Regions from separate parts of the Macaca mulatta genome. Here all the other regions are linked to region 1. A link is a contact called in public Hi-C data. All regions are on one chromosome and are shown on one strand. The core of a region is the stretch at or near the end of the contact, and the rest is flanking DNA. Distances in the headings are between cores, read along the strand shown.

The links. Hi-C and Micro-C count contacts between places; a contact is called where the count stands out from the background.
Region 2: a Hi-C map of fetal cortex germinal zone shows a contact between it and region 1, with 2.8 times the contacts expected there. The contact joins the promoter of TMEM160 here to the promoter of ZC3H4 in region 1. A contact is called at or near these places in 3 of 14 Hi-C or Micro-C datasets (cortical neurons, fetal cortex germinal zone and liver).
Region 3: a Hi-C map of fetal cortex germinal zone shows a contact between it and region 1, with 2.9 times the contacts expected there. The contact joins the promoter of NPAS1 here to the promoter of ZC3H4 in region 1. A contact is called at or near these places in 2 of 14 Hi-C or Micro-C datasets (fetal cortex germinal zone and fetal cortical plate).

The regions. Positions count from the first base shown.
Region 1 is chr19:59,594,276-59,596,975 of T2T-MMU8v2.0, reverse strand. ZC3H4 (zinc finger CCCH-type containing 4) reads left to right here and starts at 1,264. Exons shown (of 14, transcript XM_077980466.1): 1 at 1,264-1,718. The coding sequence starts at 1,578.
Region 2 is chr19:59,527,200-59,529,899 of T2T-MMU8v2.0, reverse strand. It overlaps TMEM160 (transmembrane protein 160), which reads left to right and starts at 1,354. Exons shown (of 3, transcript NM_001266299.2): 1 at 1,354-1,570. The coding sequence starts at 1,363.
Region 3 is chr19:59,488,207-59,490,906 of T2T-MMU8v2.0, reverse strand. NPAS1 (neuronal PAS domain protein 1) reads right to left here and starts at 1,409. Exons shown (of 13, transcript XM_077980601.1): 1 at 1,239-1,409.

The DNA of each region.
Region 1 (2,700 bases), core at 15-2,514:
CAGGTTGGAGTGCAGTGGTGCCATCTTGGCTCACTGCAGCCTTTACCCCCTAGGTTCAAGCAATTCTCCTGCCTCAGTCTCCCGAGTAGCTGGGATTACAGGCGCGCCACACCATGCCTGGCTAATTTTTTGTATGGGTTTCGTCCCATTGGCCAGGCTGTCTCAAACTCCTGACCTCAAGTGATCTGCCAGCCTCGGCCTCCCAAAGTGTTGGGATTATGGGTATGTGCCACCACGCCCTGCTGCCAGCTGGAACATTTAAAAAATAGTAGGATCAATATACCAGGAAGTCACATGGTGCCTCTGTCTCCAGCTTTATCAATCTTGACGAGGTTTTTCTCTCTTCCTGGAATCTAAGTGGTCTTTGCTTTGTCAGGGCCTGAAATAAGGTATTCTTTTCTTTTTTTTGTTTTTTGAAACGAGAGTCTCACTCTGTCGTCCGGGCTGGAGTGCAGTGGTATAATCTCAGCTCACTGCAGCCTCACGACCTCCCCGGCTCAGGCGATTCTCCCTTTTCAACATCCCAAGTAGCTGGGACTACAGGTGTGAGCCATCATGTACTGCTAATTTTTGTATTTTTAGGAGAGAAGGGATTTTACTATGTTGGTCAGGCTAGTCTCCAACTCCCGAGCTCAAGCGAGCGATCCGCCCGCCTCGGCCTCCCAAAATGCTAGGAGTACAGGCGTGAGCAACATCGCCCCGCCTGAAATAAGGTATTTCTTCTGCTTGGAACCAGCTCTTCTTTTTCATATACCAGCCTAAAGAGCAATTTCAAGACTCTCCTCTAACACTCCACCCACCCCCTTTATTCTTTAACTCTGTTTCTCTCTCGGGGCATTGTCGGTTAAGTTCCATGAAGACAGAAACTGTTCCCATAGTCCATCACAGGGACTGGCACTGTAGAAAGAGCTAACAAAAGTATTTAAGGAAGATCCCTGGATTCGAGGTTAGAGGGACGTATGATCGTGTCACAGCACTGCAGTCTGGGCGACAGAGCAAGACTCTGTCTCTTAAAAAAAAAAAAAAAAAAAAAGGCCGGGTGCGGTGGCTTTCGCCTGTAATCCCAGCACTTTGGGAGGCCGAGGAGGGAAGGTCATGAGGTCAAGAAATCGAGAACCACCCTGGCTAACACGGTGAAACCCCGTCTCTACTAAAACACACACACACACACACACACAAAATTAGCCGAGCGTGGTGGCGGGCGCCTGTAGTCCCAACTTCTCGGGAGGCTGAGGCAGGAGAATGGCGTGAACCCAGAGGCGGAGCTTGCAGTGAGCCGAGATCGCGCCACTACACTCCAGTCTGGGCGACAAAGCGAGACTGTGTCTTAAAAACAACAACAACAACAAAAAAGTCTTGCTGTGCTCTTTAGCACTAATCCTATGACGTTGAACCAATTACTTAAAACACCTAACTTCAGTCTGCAAATGGGAATTGCAGCAGCTTATTTTAGGACGGTTATGAGAGTCAAAAGATTTTGTTTGTACACAGCCTATGACACCGGCCAGTGTTTCTATCTCCGCTATTTGTGAGCCTTCTCTGGGTCCTCCTACACCCCAGGTCCTTAAACTCCCCTGATGGACTACCAAGCCCCGCCCCTCTCTCCTGCAAGGATGACGTCATCGACTGAGTTGTCGAGTGACGTCACCTCCGGGCTGGCTGGGCTTCATCGCTTCTCCGGAAACCTCCGACTCTCGGCACCTGGCCTCCAGCTTTCGGTTATTTTTTTTTTTCTCTCCGTAGCTTGAATTCCTTCCCTCCCATCCTCCCACCTAAAACTATCGGCTCTTCCCGCCTTCCTTCAAACTAGCAATTTTCGGTTCTTCCCTCTTGCTCTCGGGCGAATTCCTGAAAGTCGTTTATTCTCTTAATTAATCGCCGCTCCAGCCCCGCCCGTTCAGCTCATTCTCTTAATCGCATTACCCTGGCTGCTTTTCTTTCGGCTGTTTCCACCTCCTGCCACCCACCCAGACACCGCCTTCGGCTCTTTCCGGACCATCTCAATTTCTCCTCCTTCCCCGGTCCCAATCGGCTTAGGCTATTTCTGGCTCCCCTAGGTTTCTCATGCTCTCTCTAGCCCCACCCCATCACCAGCTTCGGCTCTTTTCGGCTCTCCCCCGTCGCCTCCTGTCTCCTGCTCAGCTCTTTTCGGCTATTTCCGCCTCCCCTCGGACTCACCCTTTGCCTTCGGTTCTTTCCGCCGGCCCTCAGGCAAGCGGTCTCTACCCCTCTCCCGCACGTGACGCGGCCTCCGCCTCCGCCTCTCAGTTCCCCCTCCCACCTCACCCTTCCTCCCGCCTCAGCCTCTAGGCTGGTCCGGGCCGAGCCGCCATTTTGTGTCAATTCCTGATTGCGGCGGGGGCCGGGCAGCCGGGAGACCAGTGGCGGGCAGACAAGGGAGACAGTCGGCCCGTCTCCGCGGCCCGTTCCCTCTCTCCCTTCAATCCTTTTTTTCTTTTTAACCCTTCCACCCCCTTCGCTGGCTCTCCTCTTCTCCCCTTACCCTTCGCTTGCTCCATCGCGCGCGGCCCGCGCTAATTACACCCAACCACCCACCAGTGTCCGAGTCTCCCGGGTCTCCCGCCCCCGGGCCCGCGGGGGTGCGTGGGGGGGGGGCTCTCGCCCCTATGAGGGCCCCGCGCCAGTAAGCGAGTGACCGCAGGGGTGGGCTGCGGAGAAAGCAGGCGGCGAGCGGCCCTC
Region 2 (2,700 bases), core at 105-2,604, 67 kb after region 1:
GTTGGCCAGGCTGGTCTCGAATTCCTGACCTCAGGTGACCCACCCACCTTGGCCTCACTTTAGGCGTGAGCCACTATGCCAGGCCATAATTTTTGTATTTGTAGTAGAGACAGGGTTTCACCAGGCTGGTCTCAAACTCCTGACCTCAAATGATCTGCCTGCCTCAGCCTCCCAAAATGTGTTGAGATTACAGGCGTGAGCCACTGCGCCTGGCCTGGCCTGATACTTAGAATTAAAAAAAAAAAAAAAGCCATAAAAAATCAATGCTTTGGGTTAATGATCACAATATATTGTTATGTGAAGAAAAATTAATGGTCAGGTGGCATCTTATTTTATATCTGCATAGAAAAAACACTGGACAGGAATACAAGATGGTAGTAGTAATCACTCATTGGTGGAATTACTGTTGAGGTTTACTCTCCTTTCTGAGATCTTCAAGATTTTGCAAAGATTCTCCATTAAGTGCCCCACGTTTTGTTTTGTTTTCTGGCCATTGGAATTGACGTAATTAATACAAACTACAGGCCGGGTGCGGTGGCTCACGCCTGTAACCCCAGTGCTTTGGGAGGCTGAAGCGGTCAGATCATGAGGTCAGGAGTTTGAGACCAGCCTGACCAACATGGTGAAACCCCGTCTTTACTAAAAATACAAAAATTAGCCGGGCGTGATGGCAGGTGCCTCTAATCCCAGCTATGCGGGAGGCTGAGGCCGGAGAATTGCTTGAACCCGAGAGGCGGAGGTTGCAGTGAGCCGAGATCACGCCACTGCACTGCAGCCTGGGCGACAGAGCAAGACTCAGTCTCCGAAGAAAAAAAAAGAAGAAAAGAAAAGAGAAAAGAAGAGGGAGGAAAGGAAGGAAGGAAGGAGGGAAGGAAGGAGAAAAAGAAAGAAGAAAGAGAAGGAAGGAAGGAAGGAAGGAAGGAGGGAAGGAAGGAGAGAAAGAAGAAAGAGAAGGAAGGAAAGAGAAAGAAAGAAGGAAGGAAGGAAAGAAATAGAGAGAGAGAAAGGAAAAGAAAAGAACTACAATAGGTGTTCAGCGTGTACTCCGTTAAAAAAAAAAAAATAGAATAAAAACTACAAGTTCCAGCAGACATCTCGCCTACGACTTCTGTAGATCGTCTTTCCCCGAACGCAATGATCGCTGGGATTCGTAGTCCAGTGACAAAATCAAGGAGGGACGCGCACTACCGGCCTAGATGACAGAGGAGGGAATCACTACCATTCCGACCAATGGACAGTTCACGCCGAAACTGAGTGGCGAGCGCATAGCCAATGGGTAAGCCATTCAGCCTGAGTGACATGGGTTGCAACCTACAGGAGGCCCGTGGGGCGGTACGGCGCGCGGCGCCCGTAGTGCGAACCATGGGAGGCGGCTGGTGGTGGGCTCGGGCCGCTCGCCTCGCCCGTCTCCGCTTCCGGAGGTCGCTACTGCCGCCTCAGCGGCCCCGGAGCGGGGGCGCCCGGGGGTCCTTCGCCCCCGGCCACGGTCCCCGCGCCGGGGCTTCGCCGCCCCCAGTGTCCGAGCTGGACCGTGCGGACGCCTGGCTCCTCCGAAAGGCGCACGAGACAGGTCGGTGGCTGGAGGTGGGGGCGGCGTGGATGGGACGGGGGTCCCGGGCGCGCGTGGAACCTCGATGGGGCGGAGGCTTCTGCAGGAAACGGGGCCCGGGCTCGGCTCCGAGAAGGGCTTCAGTGTGAGCGCACGGAAGCGCAGAGTGCAAGAGCGCAGGTGCCCGCAGAGAGGATGGGCTTTCGGGGAGGACGAGGACCCCGCGTAACGGGGCGCCGTAGGGATTGGAGGGGGTGGTAGGGTTGCGCGAGGCAGCCTCGTAGAATCGCGCCTGTCGTGTGAAGAGGGGCTTCCAGGGAAAGCTTAGAGTCTGTGGAGTTGGGTACTAGAGGGGTCCGTCCCGATTACAGAGGCCACCACTGTGCAGAGAGCGGGAGTGTGGATCCCCGCAGACGAGGGGGAAGTTCAGGATTGGAGGAGGGGACAACCAATAGGGAAAAAGCTCTCTGCTGATTGGAGGGGGAGGTGATCTAGGCTGCAGGGGGCGGGGCTTGTGACGGAGGCGAGGTCCAGAATGTAGCGGAGTGGCCATCTATTTTTTTTTTTAATTTAATTTAATTTAATTTAATTTAATTAATTTATTTTTTTGAGACGGAGTCTCGCTCTGTCATCGGGGCTGGAGTGCAGTGGCCGGATCTCAGCTCACTGCAAGCTCCGCCTCCCGGGTTTACGCCATTCTCCTGCCTCAGCCTCTCAAGTAGCTGTGACTACAGGCGCCCGCCACCTCGCCCGGCTAGTTTTTTGTATTTTTTAGTAGAGACGGGGTTTCACCGTGTTAGCCAGGATGGTCTCGATCTCCTAACCTCGTGATCCGCCCGTCTCGGCCTCCCAAAGTGCTGGGATTACAGGCTTGAGCCACCGCGCCCGGCCAATTTTATTTTTTTAATGACAATGTTTTGCTCTGTCACCCAGGCTTGAGTGCAGTGGCACAATTTTAGCCCACTGCAGCCTTCAACTCCTGGACTCAAGTCATCCTCTTGCCTCAGCCTCCTGCTTAGCTGGCGCTACAGGCATACACCACCGTGCCCAACTATTTTAATTTATGCAGAGACGGGGTCTCGCTTTGTTGCCCAGGCTGGTCTGAACTCTTGGGCTCATACAATCTTGCCTTGGCTTCCCAAAGTGCTGGG
Region 3 (2,700 bases), core at 160-2,659, 110 kb after region 1:
CACGGTGAAACCCCATTTCTACTAAAAAAATTACAAAAATTAGCCAGGCATGGTGGCAGATGCCTGTAATCCTAGTTACTCAGGAGGCTGAGGCAGGAGAACCACTTGAACCTGGGAGATAGAGGTTGCAGTGAGCAGAGATCGCACCACTGCACTCCAGTCTGGGTGGCAGAGCAAGACTCTGTCTCAAAAAAAAAAAAAAAAAGAAAATTGATGGTGAAAACATTAAAACAAGACCTGCTACCTCGTAAGGGTCCAGTGAGTTTTAGCCTTTATTAATTTAATATTATTGGAATCCTTTTTTTTTTTTTTTAAGCAGGGTCTCACTCTTTCACCCAGGCTGGAGTGCAGTGATGTGATCATGGCTCACTGCAGCCTCTACCTCCTGGACTCGGGTGATCCTCCCATGTCAGCCTCCTAAGTAGCTGGGACCACAGGTGTGTGCTACTACGCCTGACTAACTTTTTGTATATTTTGTAGAGATGGGGTCTTGCTCTGTCTCCCAGACTGGAGTGCATAGCACAGTCGTTGCTCACTGCAGCCTTGAACTCCTGGCCTCAAGCAATCCTCCCACCTCAGCCTCCCAAAGCACTAGGATTACAGGTGTGAGCCTCCGTGCCCGGCCAATATTATTTGTTTTGCTAACATTTATGTTAACTGCATGCTCTTCAGGCCCACCTGGGAGGCAGGTTAGCCGTGAGCTTGCATGTCCTGAATCCCTACTTTCTTCCCTCCTCTCAGCTCCTGCAAATCGGACCCAGTCTGGTCTCCCCAGTGCCCTCAGGATACACTTTGAGCTTCTCACCTGGCCCTGCAAGGCCCTGAGTGGCCTGTGACTGAATGGTGGAATAAATGGGTGGACGGATGCAATGACAGAAACAGCAGCTCATTCACCTGCTTTTTGGCCAGCTCCTGGGACACTTCGCTTCCAGCCTTTTTTCTCAAAACCCGTCTCCTCCTCAGCAGTGCCTGCTGCTTCTCCTTCTAATCTGGCCTTCTTCCTAAAAAGTCGCCATCCGGGCTTTAATTCTCTTCCCGGGATGGCCATGGCTCGGCAGGGCGGCGCTCTGCTGACCCCTGGTGGCCGCATGGAGTAACACAGCGCATTCTCCACTAGGGCAGTTGGCCTGGAGCCCGGGAGCGAGTGCTGGGTGCTGGCTGTGGCTTGAGGAGCACAGCTCCTGCCCTCGTAGGTTTCACAGGAGAGTGGGGAAGACAGCGGATAATCAGATACTCACACTGTCGTATGCGGCAACCCTGGCATCATCTGCACCTTCTCTCTCCCCCAGTCTCATGCCATCTTCAACAAATTCTGTCGCCTTGACCTTCAAGATACCTGCAATTCCCCGTTCTTTCCACTACCACCGTCCTTCTCTGGTCTAATCCGCCATCGTTTCACTCCTGGACTATCGCAGTCACCTCCTTGCTGAACTCCCAGAATCCAGAGCCAGTCTTAACTGATTTCTCCTTTAGCCTCAGGCTCCACTCACTTGACACTGTTACTGAATCGTCTTTATTTAAAATGTTGATAGTTTGTTCATCATTGATTTTTTTTTTGAACTAATTTTGATTTTTTAAACAAGACTCTTTTTTTATTTTTATTTTTTGAGACGGAGTTTTGCTCTTATTGCCCAGGCTGGAGTGCAATGGCGCGATCTCCGCTCACCGCAATCTCCGCCTCCCGGGTTCAAGCAATTCTCCTGCCTCAGTCTCCTGAGCAGCTGGGATTACAGGCATGCCCCAATACACCTGGCATTTTGTATTTTTAGTAGAGACGGGGGTTTCTCCATGTTGGTCAGGCTGGTCTCAAACTCCTGACCTCAGGTGATCCACTTGCCTCAGCCTCCCAAAGTGCTAGGATTATAGGCATAAGCCATCATGCCTGGCCCAAAAGATTTTTATTTATTGATTTTGAGATGGGGTCTCACTCTGTCACCCATGCTGGAGTGCAGCGGCACAATCTTGGCTCAATGCGGCCTCAGCCTGCTGCGATCCTCCCACATCGACCTCCTGAGTAGCCGGGACTACAGGAACGCGCCGCCATGTCCAGCTAATTATTTTTTCGAGAAGGAGTTTCCCTCTTGTTGCTCAGGCTGGAGTGCAATGGCACAATCTTGGCTCACTGCAACCTCTGCTTCCTGGGTTCAAGCGATTCTTCTGCCTCAGCCTCCCAAGTAGCTGGGATTACAGGCATGTACCACCATGCCCGGCTAATTTTGTGTTTTTAGTAGAGACGGGGTTTCACCATGTTGGTCAGGCTGGTCTTGAACTTCTGACCTGAGGTGATCCACCCGCCTTGGCCTCCCAAAGTGCTGGGATTATAGGTGTAGGCCGCCGCGCCTGGCCTTTTTTCTTTTTTTTTTTTTTTTTTGAGATGGAGTCTTGCTCTGTCGCCCAGGGTGGAGTGCAGTGGCGCGATCTTGGCTCACTGCAGCCTCCACCTCTCAGGTTCAAGTGATTCTTCTGCCTCAGCCTCCTGAGTAGCTGGAACTACAGGCATGTGCCACCACACCTGGCTAATCTTTGTATTTTAAGTTGAGACAGGGTTTTGCCATGTTGGCCAGGCTGCTCTTGAACTCCTGAACTCAGGTGATCCACCCGCCTCGGCCTCCCAAAAATGCTGGGATTATAGGTGTAAGCCACTGCGCCTGGCCTGTTCAGCTAATTTTTAAAGAACTTTTTGTAGAGTCGGGGTCTCAC